3 separate regions of the Mus musculus genome follow, and all the other regions are linked to region 1. The links are chromatin contacts, called in public Hi-C and promoter capture Hi-C maps. All regions are on one chromosome and are shown on one strand. The core of a region is the stretch at or near the end of the contact, and the rest is flanking DNA. Distances in the headings are between cores, read along the strand shown. Region 1 holds the start of Peli2 (pellino 2). Region 2 holds the start of Otx2 (orthodenticle homeobox 2). Region 3 has its middle 22 kb from the start of Atg14.

Region 1 (4,472 bases), core at 1,412-3,911:
AGATTGTCCCACCAGCCTGGAGCTAATAAAACAATTATTCAGAAGGGGATACGTTCCTGTTACAGTCAGAATCCTGGTGTTAGTTGGAATGGAGGTGATTACATTCTTCCTGGTTGACGCTGTAAGCAGAGGACGGGCCAGGTAAGGGACAGGAAGAGAGAGATGAAAGCTGACCATAGACTCTGAGCAAGTCAAGTTCACCACAAACTCACAGCTCTGCTGTTCGATCTCGTTTGAGATGTATTCATTTATTTTCACTCATCTGGCCGTCCCTTAAAATCAGCAAAAGCAGACTTGGGGGATTTGGGAACCACTTAGAAAGTGGTTATAGTTTCAATGGGTCCACACTGCATATAAAGGGCAGCCAAACAATTAAACGATATTATGCTCACAAGTCCAAAAAGCTCAAATGCATTTCTGATAGTTTAATATTAGAAGCTTATGCATAATCAGGATTGGGGACTTTAAAATTGATTTCATACGTAAGAGTGAGCAATCATTCTCAGGGGACAATAATTAGGTAGAGATGAGTGTCTCTTTAGAGCCCACAGGACCACCGATGTGCCACCAGTCCCTATTTGGTCCATTTGTTCATTCAGATTCCCTCGACTGTGGTCCTATGCATGCATTCCTGTAGGCCCTCAACAGACTGATTTCCCAGTCTGCCGGGTTGCAAGGCTAACAGTGATTGACAGAAACGATACACTTACAAGTCCTGAGCTGCCTAAGATCAAAGCCTCCACAGATATAAAAACTCAGAGAAAGCAGAACTACCTGTAAGTAACTTTCATAAAGACAAACTCGATTAAACACCATCAACATGCCCAAGGCATGCTGGGAGAGAAGAGAAAGAAGCGCCCCCACCCCCCTCGCAGGTGGAGGGCAGAGGTGTCTGGACCAGCTGACCAGCAATGGAGTGTCTCTGCCAAAGCCTGGGACAGCTTATGGGAAGCACCCAGTCTAGTGTTTGGAACTTAGAAGGAGGTTAATAAATATTTGTTTCCATCCCCCTAACAGCAGATGCAGAGCGCAGCAAGGAAGAAATGGAGCCAGAACAGTGTAATGCAAGCACAAAAGCACAGCATGCCAGGAGAGAAGGGGGTAATTGTAGCCTAGAGATCAGTAGCAGCAATAGAGCAGACTGGGGGAAGTTCGCATGCCAGAGCGAGGTACTATAATTAAGGGAGATGGGTAACTGTGACGGGATTCAAAGGGTTGTTGACAGTCGCATAGTGGATATAGTAAGTGGGACTAGGGAGTAAGGAAAACTACACTCCGTCATACAGAAATCTACCAACACCATATGAAGAGAAAGAGCTCAACTCTCTAAAAAAGGGCTGCTGGTTAAACCTTTACATTTTCATAACAGAGAAAAGTACAGAGGATTTGTACAATAAGCCGGATAGCTAGTTGTCTTTAGTCTAAGAATAGACTTTCTGTAATTAGCGGAAATAAGGTAATCGTCTAATAAAGTTTATTTTTGGCTCATCAATAGTGTGGCTTTTGTTATTCTGGAGTAATTTATCTCCAAAGCCTCAATTAAAAGAAGAAAAGCCAGTTACTAACTGAAGTAAAATTACAGAAAGCATCATGTCACTACAGTAATAGCCTGTCAGAGAGCGATACATGCACGGCGCTGAGCAGTAGAATGGAAGGTTACTCATGCAATTATTTCTTTTTTAACTCCTTACTTAGAGTCATAGCCTAAACGTGTGTGTATGTGTGTGTGTGTGTGTGTGTGTGTGTGTGTGTGTGTGCGCGCGCGCGCGCGCGCGGGCACACACACACACACACTCTCGATGTTTATACATTGGGTAGCTTTTGCAGTATTTATTTCTTTAAATATTTAACAGTCTGGAAAGGCAGTGACAGGCAATAATATGTAGCGTCTCTAGCATGTTGCAAGGGCTTAATAAATGCTAGAATAATAAATTCCTCTATGATGAAAAACAGCAGTCAGTAAAACTATCACAGCCTACAATATTTTAAAGACACAGCACCATAAGAAAGCATAAAATACAAACAGTGCCTTGATTAATCCATGGAAATAAAGGAACATTTGTCTTCATTTAAAAAAAAAAAATCCACCTAGGTAATTTCCTTTTAAATTCCCCAGGGGGTTGAAAGAAGGGACAGAGATGTGAATAAGGGATTAAAAGTAACTTTTAACTTTTCTTTTTCCCCTTTCCCTCTCCTCCCTCCATCTCTCTCTCTCTTTTCTCACCCCCCCCCCACGTTCTTTCTCCTTTCTCTTGATACATGAAATGGTGGGGAGCCCTTCAATTAGCGCCCCCCCCATGGGCAGATTCTTTCTCTTTTTAAGCCCCCCTCTCAAGGGCTTGGCTTTGAAAGCAGACACCCCCAGATCAGTGCGCTCAGCATGGTGAGCTCGGAGGTGGGGGGTGGGCAGTATGCTTGGCTTTCACGCAAGCGGGGTCCGGATCCCCGGGCTGAGGACGAAGACCCCCACGCTCCAACTTTTCGGAGGAAGAGAGGAGAAAAACAGAGCTGCCCCTTTAAGGGCTTGCCTTCCCCTTTACTCTATGTTTACATAACACGGGGCGCTCGCGGGCCGCGGGGGCTGGCGGGCGGGCGGGCGGGGGCCGCGGGAGCGCGGAGACGCGGGCGGCGGCGCGGCCGTCCCACCTGCCCAGCCCGCTCAGCCCCCCGGCGGCGCGCGCTCCTCCTCCCGCGGGGCTCTGGTCGCCGCTCGCTTTCCGTGCCGGGTCCCGCTCGTAGCGGCCAACGTACGGATAGCTCCGGGGAAGCCGGCGGGCGACGCGCACAGCCACGACGGAGCAGCCGCGGGACTGGCCGCCCAGCGCCCCGTTCGCCGCCGTGCCGTTCCCCGGCGCGCTCACCCCGTTTTCGGGATGGGAGTGTAGTGGCGGCGCGGACTCGGCGGGGATCGCGGCGGAGGCGGCAGCGGCGGCGGCCGAGCGCGGCTCCATGTTTTCCCCGGGCCAGGAGGAACCCAGCGCCCCCAACAAGGAGCCGGTGAAATACGGGGAGCTGGTGGTCCTGGGGTGAGTTGGGGACGCGGGCGGCGGGGCGTCGCGGAGGGAGAGGGATGCGCTCCTGAGGGCCCGGGTCCCCGGGGTGCTCGTTGCCGCGGCCCGGAGGGCGCTCCTGCACCACGCGGGGTCGCTCGGTGAAGCCCGGAGCCAGTGGCTACTGGGGACTTCTCTTTCCCGACGACCGCGAACGCGGAGCCCTGTCTCCGAGCCCAGAGCCCAGTCCGCGGGGGTTACGCATTGTTCCAGTCTGTGACCCGGGCCGCTGGTTGGCCTCCGCTTTTTGCGCCGGGAGTGAGCTCGGCCGAGGGCCTGGACCGGGTCCTGGTTTTCCCGGGTCCTCTCAACAACGGTTCCCGGATCTCCCGGGTTTCCATTCTCGAGTCTCCGCACCCCTTGATCTCCTTACCCCTCGGGCTCCTGCACCCCTCGGGCCCCGGCCTTGCCGATGCCCTGCCAGCGGCGGGGAGCTCGCCACCCTGCCCTCCTCGGCTCCCACTCCGCTGGTGAAAATCACATTTTGAAGATAGTAATTATCTACAATCGTTAAAACGGCAGCAATTAGAGACTTCATCTACTTCCTGAGTTTCCGTGTGACATTTTCTATTGTTTACCCTTAATAAACCAGGAGGGAGGCTTCGCAGGATTAAAGCAGGGTAAAGTGGGCAATGAAAAGGGTGTGGGTGGGGGGAGGTGGAAAGTGCAGGAAACTCTTGGAGCTGGAGCAACTTGGGTAGTGCTGCAGGGAAAGGATTGGTTTCCCTTTGGATGTGCCGCTCCAGGGAACCCGCGCTTTTGTCCTCTGTTGAAAGATCTGTATTCAGACCCACGCGGGTGTTGATGGGTGGGCTTAGAGGCACGCGAGGAAGCCCCCCTCCTCACCCCTAAGCAGAGGCTCTGGGAACTTTGAGAAACGTGTTTTGATTACTACCTTGAAGTAAGTGCCGACTTAATTTTTTTTTAAAGACTCATCTAAAGTTTCCTAGCCTTCAGTTTGTTGCAAGCCTTTCTGTGTGTGTGTGTGGGGGGGGGAAGGTAGTACTGGAAAGATCACTGCTTATTTGGAAGCTCAGCAGATGAGCGCCTTCCGCACCTGCATGGGAATTGCATGCACTTAAGAGACAGATGTCAGAGTTCGCTGGGAAGAGGAGGGGTGGGGAGGTGGGTGGGGGGAAGCCACAGTTTAGTCTGTCTTATGTAACTTCAGCTCAGCCTAATTTTGTGGAGTTTGGTTTTGTTTATGTGGCTGGCTTCAGAGTATGCTTAACACTGTGAATTTGACAAAGAAGATTAACTTACGCCAGAGCCATTTCATTATTTCCTTTTGAGGCAATCTGTTGAGACGTTTCGGAGCAGTGTGGAATAAACCCGGAGAGGTTTGTGTTCATAGCTAAAAGTTTAGGACACTCCAAAGCCAGGAAAAGAATTTACACCCTGGACAGTTGTAATTTAGTGTCT
Region 2 (4,472 bases), core at 949-3,448, 550 kb after region 1:
GGGAGAGGACCGAGAGCCGGAGGGAAAGGAAGAAGGAGGTACGCGGGCATTTGGAAAACAGCCGGCGCCAGGCCCGCCAACTCGAGTGAAAGTTTCTGGCCTCGGGGAATCAACATCACCACCCGCGAGGGAGGGAGAAAGAAATGTGCCAAAGGGTTGCTCTTGACTATTAATTATAGTTCGAAGAAGCCCCGGTGTTAGGTCTGGAAGGAGAGGCCTGGGTGTCTACCTTTCTCTGGGGGAGGAGTTTGCGCCCAACTCCACTCTAGTGCTAATAACTTTCAGTGGCCGGAAAAAGTCCCGAGGTGAACAGACGAAATCCTGACACCCCCCCCCCCCCAAGCTCTGGAATGGAGGGCACAGTTTCCAAGGAAGAGCAACTCCTCTCGGTCCCCACCCAAAGTGGTCCACGCGGCTGGGCCTTCTTTCTCTCTCCATACACCCTTCTCCCTCCAAAAGACCAAATCGGTTTGGGGCTCTAAGGTTTTCAGATTTTCCAGTGAAATCGGACACTGGCTTTCAATAGTCCCTTGAACGCATCAACACCGCCACTTCTTCGGAGTTTGCCGCGCGAACCGTCGCCCAGGCCGGGTGTCAGCGGGGACCTTCTAATAGTTCGTTTTGGGGGCAGGCCGAGAGCAGGGGCTGGGCCTCGGCGAGCCCCTCCGTATAAGGTCAGCCTTGACCTACGACACTTCATTGTCCCCAAGCCAGAAAAGGCAGTACAGAAGTGCTTAACGGGCCACGATGCTACCCCAGACACAAAACAACTAAGAACTCGAAGTCCTTCCTAGGGAGGGACTCCGGGGTCTCTGACCAGGAGCATCCAGGCGCCCACCCTCAGGTCTGGCTGTCCCAGTTGCGCGCAGAGGCTGAGGCGCGCGTGCCCTGAACCACACTAGCCACAGTCGCCTTTAAAACCTGTCCAACTAGCGGCCTCGGCCTGGCGATCTGGCCCAGAAGCCCCGACTTTCAGTGTACAGTTCTGGGGCTTGGGGGAGCCGCACCCCTAGGGATGGAGAGGAGGAGAGTTGTAAAAGATTCAAGAGCCCTAGCGGCTTTGAGAAGAGGCGGAGAGCAGAGGGGCATTAAGCTTGGGGAGTGAGGACGAGAAACAGGAGCTGAGGCGGCGCGGGAGTAACAAGACGCCAGCGCTGTCGCCTCCTCGGTTATCCGCTCCGATTTCGGCTCCCGTTGCAAACCGAGGAGTCTAGAGGCAGCCCGAGGCCCCCGCCGATAATGGAGAGCCGGCCTTCGGGAGCTCCGTCTTTCGGAAGCGTCCACCTTATTATCTTTGTTTTAATTTACCAACCTAGGTACATTACACAAGCATTATTTTGTCATGGATTCTAAAATACGCCCTTGGAACCAAACCTAAGGACTCCAGCTCAATCTAGGGGCCAAAATGCAAAGCTCGCGAGGAGAAGCCATGAATAGCGTGGGCATAAGAACAAAACCCCTCCCCAACTCCCAGATTAGACTCCTAGGATTTCTGCGACGTTCTTCGGTAGCAGCGACCCCCAGGAGCACGCGCTCTCGCTCCCTCCCACTCCCTCCCTCTTCTACAGATCGTCAAATTTTTTCCTAATGGTCATTATTTCGTCTCAAAATTCTCATTAGAAAAATAAAATACATCGCCCGCCCCCACCCAAGGAAGTTCCACGTCCGCAGAGTTGCACATTGGAGGAGCGGAGGTCACTGCGGACTGGGGGAACACAAAGATATCGCTATAGACAAGACAGACGGACACTTACCTTACAGCCGCATTGGACGTTAGAAAAGAAAAAAAAATCAAATTATCCTTCAAAATTCCAAATAGCCAGCTATCCTAAAAGAAATCAAGAGCATTCAGTTAAAAACCTTGTAGTCTTCACCTTTCCATAAAAAGTCAAACATAACCAGAAAAAAAAAACAATTAAAAGAAAACATAAAATGAAGTGGCCAGAGTTGTAAACAGGCTTGTGTCCGTCTACGATACATACAAAGTAGAGGTGGCGACTGAGCTCCTCTAGCGATTTTTATTTTTTAGTAACAGTGGAGGCTGAGTTGGAGCTGAGGAAGGTTCCGCTCTCAGGGAGATTTGCTGAGAAAGCGCCTCTCTGGCAACTTTTTGACGCAAACTCTCCAACCAATGGCAGGGAGAGAATGATTGACACATCTAAGCCAGAGGGAAAATAATAAAAACACACAACAGGGGGAGGAAAACAGGCCGCTGCTGCACGGGGGGAAGAGCAGGCAACAAATCCAGGCCTCCGACACTACCAGAACGTTCTTTAAAACACTGGGCTACGCTTAAAATATACATTATGGGCCCAAGCATGTGAACTAATTGTATAATTAAAATGATGGACAGGAAGGCCTCCCTCTTCGGTCTTTTCTTCTTCCTTTATACTCCTTCTTATCCTCCTTTTCTTTTTTGTTTTTATTTTAGAGAAAGGATACCAAACAACATAAAGCAGGAAAATATTTAAGTCAAAGCTAGGGGAAGGAGGGAGGGGGTAGTACCCCGTTTTCGATTTCCAACGCTAGCAAAGAATGTGTGGGTCAGAGGCAGAACTCAAACCCAGGCACAGGCTTAAAAACAGGGCTATGTTCTCTTGAAGAGGACCAGACGGCGCTGAGGGAAAAATGGGTGAAGATGAACAAGAGTGGAACTGAGCTGTGAACATGCAGTGTAGGCAGAGAGTCACGCAGCTATGGACTGTCTGAAAACTCCAGCGTCCTCACTGGCTGTTCTTTTACCCCTTAGAATAACCCTTGGTCTCTGGAGTTCTGGCTTTCCAGGCATGTTTTTTCAATTTGATAAGCATAGAGCAAGATACAAAAGAAAACGTGAGCTCCCAAATCTACCGCCAAGGCAGATTTCCGGCCAAGGGAGGGGATACCTCAAATCTCTCCAGCTGAGTATGAGGTGACAAAAAGCCCCCAGTAGAAACAGTTTGTGCTTAAGAACAAACGCCTGGTACTTCAGGCCTGGGAGTTACTAGGGATGGAGGCGCCCTACTCAGAGGCCGAAACTCGGGAGCTGGGATGCTGCAGGGTCAACCAACTCAACTTCTTCTGGTCCAGACTGGTTTTTTTTTTTTTTTTTTTTTAAACAAGAATCAGAGTTTTCTAGAAAAGCAGAAACACGCTGGACAGAATATTAGGGGACGGGGCGGGGGGAGGTGAGGGGCAAACGCTACTGCTGAGTGTGTGAATGGAGGCTGGGAGGGGGAGGGGGGGGGAGGATAGCTTTCCCCTCACAACTCCCAATGCAGAAGGAAAAACAAAACAAAACGAAAAAACCCACCCCTCCCTCACTACCTCAGTCACCGCCACCACTGCTAGTGGGCCCAAAGAAACAGCTCGTTGCCTTTAATTTGGGGACCTATGTTAATGAAGTTGGTAATTAATTCGTCGCTTTGTTGTCGGTTCTTATACTGTATGTGTAATCAAATGTGGCCGTCCTTGGGATTTACAGCAATTAGCGAATTACGGGAGTGCGCACGAGGCTGCAAGTTCTCGGCAGCCCGGCTGGGCTCGGCTCCGGCCTAAGGCTGGGCACTCCGCTGCCGCTGCAGACTTGCAGGTGTGTCCTAAGAGCCTTGGGGTCCTGGAGGCTCCGCGAACCCTCGAGCTCCTCCGGGCTTGCCCAGTTCTTCCTGGCTCCTTCGTAGCTGTTCCAGTCCTAAGGAAACTCCTGGCTGTCGCGTTCCCCAGAGCCACGACTTTGTGGGGCCTAGGCTAGGGGGGAGGGTGAGTACGGATCTTTCCTTGTTACCCCGCCCCCACTGTGCAGAAACACCTGGCGACTGTCCCTAAGGCCTTTCATTTAGGAGAGGTAAACAAATGTCCCAGGCAGTTGTCCCGCGTGGCCCGGGCTGTGGGAAGCAGGTCCTGGCTCTTGGTCCGAGCCATCGTGCTTTGTATGATGGAAAGGCAAATCCACGCGAATCTCTTGAAAAAGAGGTTGTTTCCCACCCCGAGAAAAGAGTTCTCCCCGGTTTGATCATAATGATGTTGAAAGCATCAAAGGGCGAGAAAGAAAAGAAAAGAAAAGAAAAGAAAAGAAAAGAAAAGAAAAGAAAAGAAAAGAAAAGAAAAGAAAAGAGAAAAAGGCCATTGTGGATGTAGGGGAGCAAGGCCTTGGGGGCAGTAGAGGTGGGGTGCGGTAACGAAATAGAGCGAGGGCTTGTGAGTCACTCAAAGTAAATGAAAAAATCCGGAGAGAAAGCGATACATCTACAGTAGGGTCCGGAGACATTAGGAACCTCTCAAGGCCCGGGTAAAGGTTTGGGGTGTCATCCTGAGACAACCCAGAGCAACCAAACCTCCCAGAAAAGTCCGGAGTGCTATAGACAGTGGAGGATTTCTGTTAGATACAGCGTGGGAGGGCTTTCCCCTTCAGCGGCTGGCAGCACACAGCCCCCCGCTTCTCCTTTGCCCTCTAGTCTAATAACTTCGCGGAAATACAGGGCCAATAAACCACC
Region 3 (4,472 bases), core at 1,283-3,782, 530 kb before region 1:
AGCTGCCCACCTAGATTAGACAAGTTACCCCAATTATTCTATCCCTATACAATATCAAATCTACCTGTGGCTATTTAAAACCACGTGTATTCTGAACCACCCTGCTCATCACTCTCCATCTTGCTTCCTCCCTATCTCTCTTGCCCAGTCACTGTCTCTGCAACTCTTAGCTCCGCCTTCCTTTTCCCTGTCCCATCACAGGCCTTCTGTGCACTAATATTTTAATGTAATTGGACAGGGGAAATCCTGCCACACACAAATGGACCTCTTCCAACAATGTAATACATCATTCCTGTCACCTCAAGAATTCTAGCTCACTATTCTATTTCTTTTCTTTTCCTTTTTAGGAGTGGGAGTAGATTGTTCCGGCTCACCAAGAACTCACTCTGTAGACCAGGCTGGCTTCAAACTCACAGAGATGCACCTGCCTCAGCCTCCCAGATGCTGAGATTAAAGGAAGGTGTGTACCACCAAGCTCAGCCACACCACTGCGAATCAAACTTAATTTTATATCTTTTGTGTTTACCAAGCCCTAAGTATCTTTTTTCCCCCAAAGATTTATTTTATGTATGTGAGTGTACTGTTGCTGTCTTCAGACACACCAGGAGAGGGCATCAGATCCCATTACAGGTGAGCCACCATGTGGCTGCTGGGAATTGAACTCAGGACCTTTGGAAGATCAGTCAATGCTCTTAACCTCTGAGCCATCTCTCCAGCCCCTAAGTACCATTTTTTTTTTAAAACAATTTCAGGGTGTTAGTAAAAACAACACAATCCTTCAAGGATATGTCTGTTAATCTTGAACTTCATCTTAGAAGACCAAGAATTGGTCCTTCCTTTTATAAATAGTCAGACTGTCATTAGTTATAATCCATTAAGGACAGAAAAAGAATAGGGAAATCTGAACTTCTCCTCTCTACACCTTTATCCTGAAATGAGTTTTCATGTTTAAAACATAAACTGTGCACCCAGAAGCATTGACTTTAAAAGCAAGCATACTTGGGGCTGTAGAGATGGCTCAGTGGTTAAGAACACTGACTTCCAGAGGTCCTGAGTTCAAATACCAGCAACCACACGGTGGCTCACAACCATCTATAATGATATCTGACTCCCTCTTCTAATGTGTCTGAAGACAGCTACAGTGTACTTAGATACATAAAATAAATAAATCTTTAAAAATAAAAGCTTGGGCTGGAGAAAAGCAAGCATACTTACTATAGTTGAAGCACAATTCTGAGCATTCTGAAACAGGGTTCGTTGGCATCATGGTTACCCTGGATGTCACAGGGAGAGTCAGAGGAGCTTTGGTGCTCTCTATGCAGAGAGCAGAGGCCATTTATCAGGCACAGGCAGCAAGGCAAGGCAGGGTCAGTCTGGTGGGGTGCTGAGTCAGGAGGGATGCAGAGAAGCTGATGAGCCAGGCAAGATGCTGCTGGCTGCACAGGGAGGAAGGGGCTGGCAATGGCTCATGGTGAGAAAGGAACAGCTTTTCTTTCACCTTTCCTTTCTTTTCCCTCCCTTCCTTCCTTCCTTCCTTCCTTCCTTCCTTCCTTCCTTCCTTCCTTCCTTCCTTCCTCTTTTATTCCCCTTCCCTCTTCTCATGTAGCTCAGGCTGGTCACAAACTATATATCCTCTACCCTCCAAGTGCTGGCATTACAGGGTTCACCATCATACACAGATTTTCAGGTGTGGAATCTCTTTTATATGTATTATGTTTGCTGGAGTGTCCATGGACAAGTGTACTCTACAGAAAACTTGTGATGAGCTGGGCGTGGTGGCGCACACCTTTGATCCCAGCTCTCGGGAGGCAGAGGCAGGCAGATTTCTGAGTTCGAGGCCAGCCTGGTCTACAAAGTGAGATCCAGGACAGCCAGGGCTATACAGCGAAACCCTGTCCTGAAAAACCAAAAAAAAAAAGAAAAGAAAAGAAAACTTGTGATGGTCAAAAGACAATTGTCAAGAGTAGGTTCTCTTATTCCAACATGTGGAAGGAATCCTACTCAGAGTATCAGGCCTGGTAGCAAGTGGCTCTACCAACAGAGCCATCCCACCCACCCAGATGTGGTACTTCTGTTATTATTTTGCACCCCCAAGCCCCAGGTAGATTTTCAGCAATTACAGAGAATTTATCTTTAGCTACATACAGAACTCTGTTGCTCCATGGTTAGGGTCCAGATAATTCAAGAAGATAATGCAAACGCAAATATCTAGAGATTTGTCTTTCTGCGGATCATTAATTCCAATGCGTTGGCTTTCTTAGGAACTTAACTGTGCTGAATGGTTCTATAAACAGACACATTTATGTAAGAGATTTCAAAACGAACTTGGAGACTTAAAATAATGTCTTTCCCATTTGATTCTACTGCTTCAGAGAAAATTTTTTTTTAATTATTCATCCACCTGTCTCTGTTCCAAGCTGATTTGCTCAATAGATGTTAGTTAATGAAGCAATCCACCCCGAGCATGGAGTGTGGGAAACACGTCCTAGAATCGACAGCTCCAAGGATGGTTTCTCTAATCAGGATAAAGGGAGCCTTCTGACAACGCTGGAATCTTATATAATGGTGCATGGATTCATTTAATAACGTATGCTAAAGGCGGCAGCCTACTGAGCTGCAGGCTCAGTGCCAGCCTGACAGATCAGGAACTCTTGTATTCATAATTGCACTTAGACTGCTTGCCCCCCAAAGGTCACAGGTATTTTTAAACACCAATTTAAAAAATCTGGAGAGATGACTCAGCAGTTAAGAGTACAGACTGCTCTTCTTAAGGTCCTGAGTTCAAATCCCAGCAACCCACATCGTGGCTCACAACCATCCTTAATAAGATCTGACACCCTCTTCTGGTGTGTCTGAAGACAGTTATAGTGCATTTAGATATAATAGTAAGTAAATCTTTTTAAAAAATAAATCTGGTGTCTTCATTAGAATAGCAAGTGAGGGGCTGGCGAGATGGCTCAGTGGTTAAGAGCACCGACTGCTCTTCCGAAGGTCCCGAGTTCAAATCCCAGCAACCACATGGTGGCTCACAACCATCCATAACGAAATCTGATGCCCTCTTCTGGAGTGTCTGAAGACAGCTACAGTGTACTTACATATAATAAATAAATAAATCTTAAAAAAAAAAAAGAATAGCGAGTGAGTACACACAGACACCAGAGTTGTGCATGTTTTGAGAAAGGGCTGCAAAAGGAACAGAAAGAAGGAGGCTATCTAGAAGGGAAGAAGGGACAGAAAGAAGGGGGCTATCTAGAAGGGAAGAAGAGAGGGTGGCCTTGGGTACCTTGGTCTTAAATTTCCAATCTCTGGAATGGTGAAGAAGAGAATTTCTGTTGTTTAAACTGCCCAGTTTGTGATGGTTTTTTGCTACGGCATCCCAAACTAACTAAAACAGATCAATGTTATTTATATCCTACTCCATTTTGTGTGTCTCTCTGTGTGTATGCACTGCTTGTGCATGTGAGTATGTCTGAGAAGGCCAGAAGAGAGCATCCTTGTATCCTGTCTTACGTAGTTCAGGTTTCTATTGCTGTGAAGAGACACCATTACCACGGTAATTCTTATAAAGGAAAACATTTAATTTGGTACTGGTTCAGTTCATTATCATCATGTTGGGAAGCATGGTCATATATAGGCAGGTATGGTGCTAGAAAAGGAGCTGAGAATTCTAAATATGGATCTGCATGCAACAGTCAGGAACTGTCAGCCGCTAGACCTGGTTTGAACTTCTAAGACATCAAAGTCTACTCCCACACCTTCTCCCACAAGGCCACACCTCCCAGTAATGTCAGTTGCTATGGACCAATGGAGCCATCTTCATTCAATTTAGGAACTAAAATTGCAGATGATTGTTAAAAGTCCTGCTATGGATGCTGGTAACCGAACTCCTAACCTCCGAAAGATCAACAAGCACTCTTAACTGTTGAGCCATCTCTCCAGCCTCTAAAATAAAATTTAAACTATGCCCCATCACATACGACAGAATGCTGAGGGGGGTCCCCAATCCCTGCCCTATGCCCTAATGAACTGTCCCCCAGCTGTCCAAACCCAAACCCAGGTGCTCTTGGATTTTGCTAATATAGTTAAAATTCCAAGACCATTGTTAGGAAAGAGAATATTCTGGCTAAGCCTGGCCCTAGCTGCTGAGCTGCTACAAAGGAATTAGCTGCTCATTGGGAGGGATTTTAGAGCATGTGGAAGATTGTTCACTGCTGACTTTGAAGATAGGATGGGGCTGTAGTACAAGAAATGTGGGTAACTTCTAGGGCCTGAGAGTGGGCCACATTTGATAGCTATTAAAGAAATAGGCATCTCAGCTCTATGTTTTTTGTTTTGCTTTTTAAAGACTTATTTGTTTACTATATGTAAGTATACTGTAGCTGTTTTCAGACACCCCAGAAGAGGGAACCAGATCTCATTGTGGATGGTTGTGAGCCACCATATGGTTGCTGGGATTTGAACTCAGGACCTTC

Evidence for each region. Promoter capture Hi-C pulls out the DNA fragments that hold promoters and counts their contacts. A called contact is a pair of places that touch in the nucleus more often than the background predicts.
Region 2: a promoter capture Hi-C map of embryonic stem cells shows a contact between it and region 1, with 16 times the contacts expected there. The contact joins the promoter of Otx2 here to the promoter of Peli2 in region 1. A contact is called at or near these places in 13 of 39 promoter capture datasets (the C10 cell line, the HPC-7 cell line, cranial neural crest and 6 more) and 14 of 484 Hi-C or Micro-C datasets (B cells, cardiomyocytes, cerebellum and 1 more).
Region 3: a Hi-C map of cortical neurons shows a contact between it and region 1, with 5 times the contacts expected there. The contact joins the enhancer-like site here to the promoter of Peli2 in region 1. A contact is called at or near these places in 6 of 39 promoter capture datasets (the 3T3-L1 cell line, hippocampal neurons, liver and 1 more), 3 of 484 Hi-C or Micro-C datasets (cortical neurons, embryonic fibroblasts and liver) and 4 of 115 datasets of contacts at active chromatin or transcription factors (bone marrow-derived macrophages, embryonic stem cells and stem cell-derived neural progenitor cells).

The regions. Positions count from the first base shown.
Region 1 is chr14:48,118,208-48,122,679 of GRCm38.p6, forward strand. Peli2 (pellino 2) reads left to right here and starts at 2,662. Exons shown (of 6, transcript NM_033602.2): 1 at 2,662-3,026. The coding sequence starts at 2,950.
Region 2 is chr14:48,665,446-48,669,917 of GRCm38.p6, forward strand. Otx2 (orthodenticle homeobox 2) reads right to left here and starts at 2,199. Exons shown (of 5, transcript NM_001286482.1): 1 at 1,983-2,199; 2 at 1,755-1,828. Otx2os1 (orthodenticle homeobox 2 opposite strand 1) reads left to right here and starts at 3,843. Exons shown (of 5, transcript NR_029384.1): 1 at 3,843-3,951.
Region 3 is chr14:47,588,284-47,592,755 of GRCm38.p6, forward strand. No RefSeq gene overlaps it. Among named protein-coding and RNA genes, the nearest start is that of Atg14, 22 kb to the left of the region's middle. Within about 2 kb of position 2,533, at least 11 of the 459 cell types and tissues checked have an H3K27ac peak or open chromatin away from gene starts, as enhancers often do. A contact at or near this core is called in cortical neurons, where this site is marked.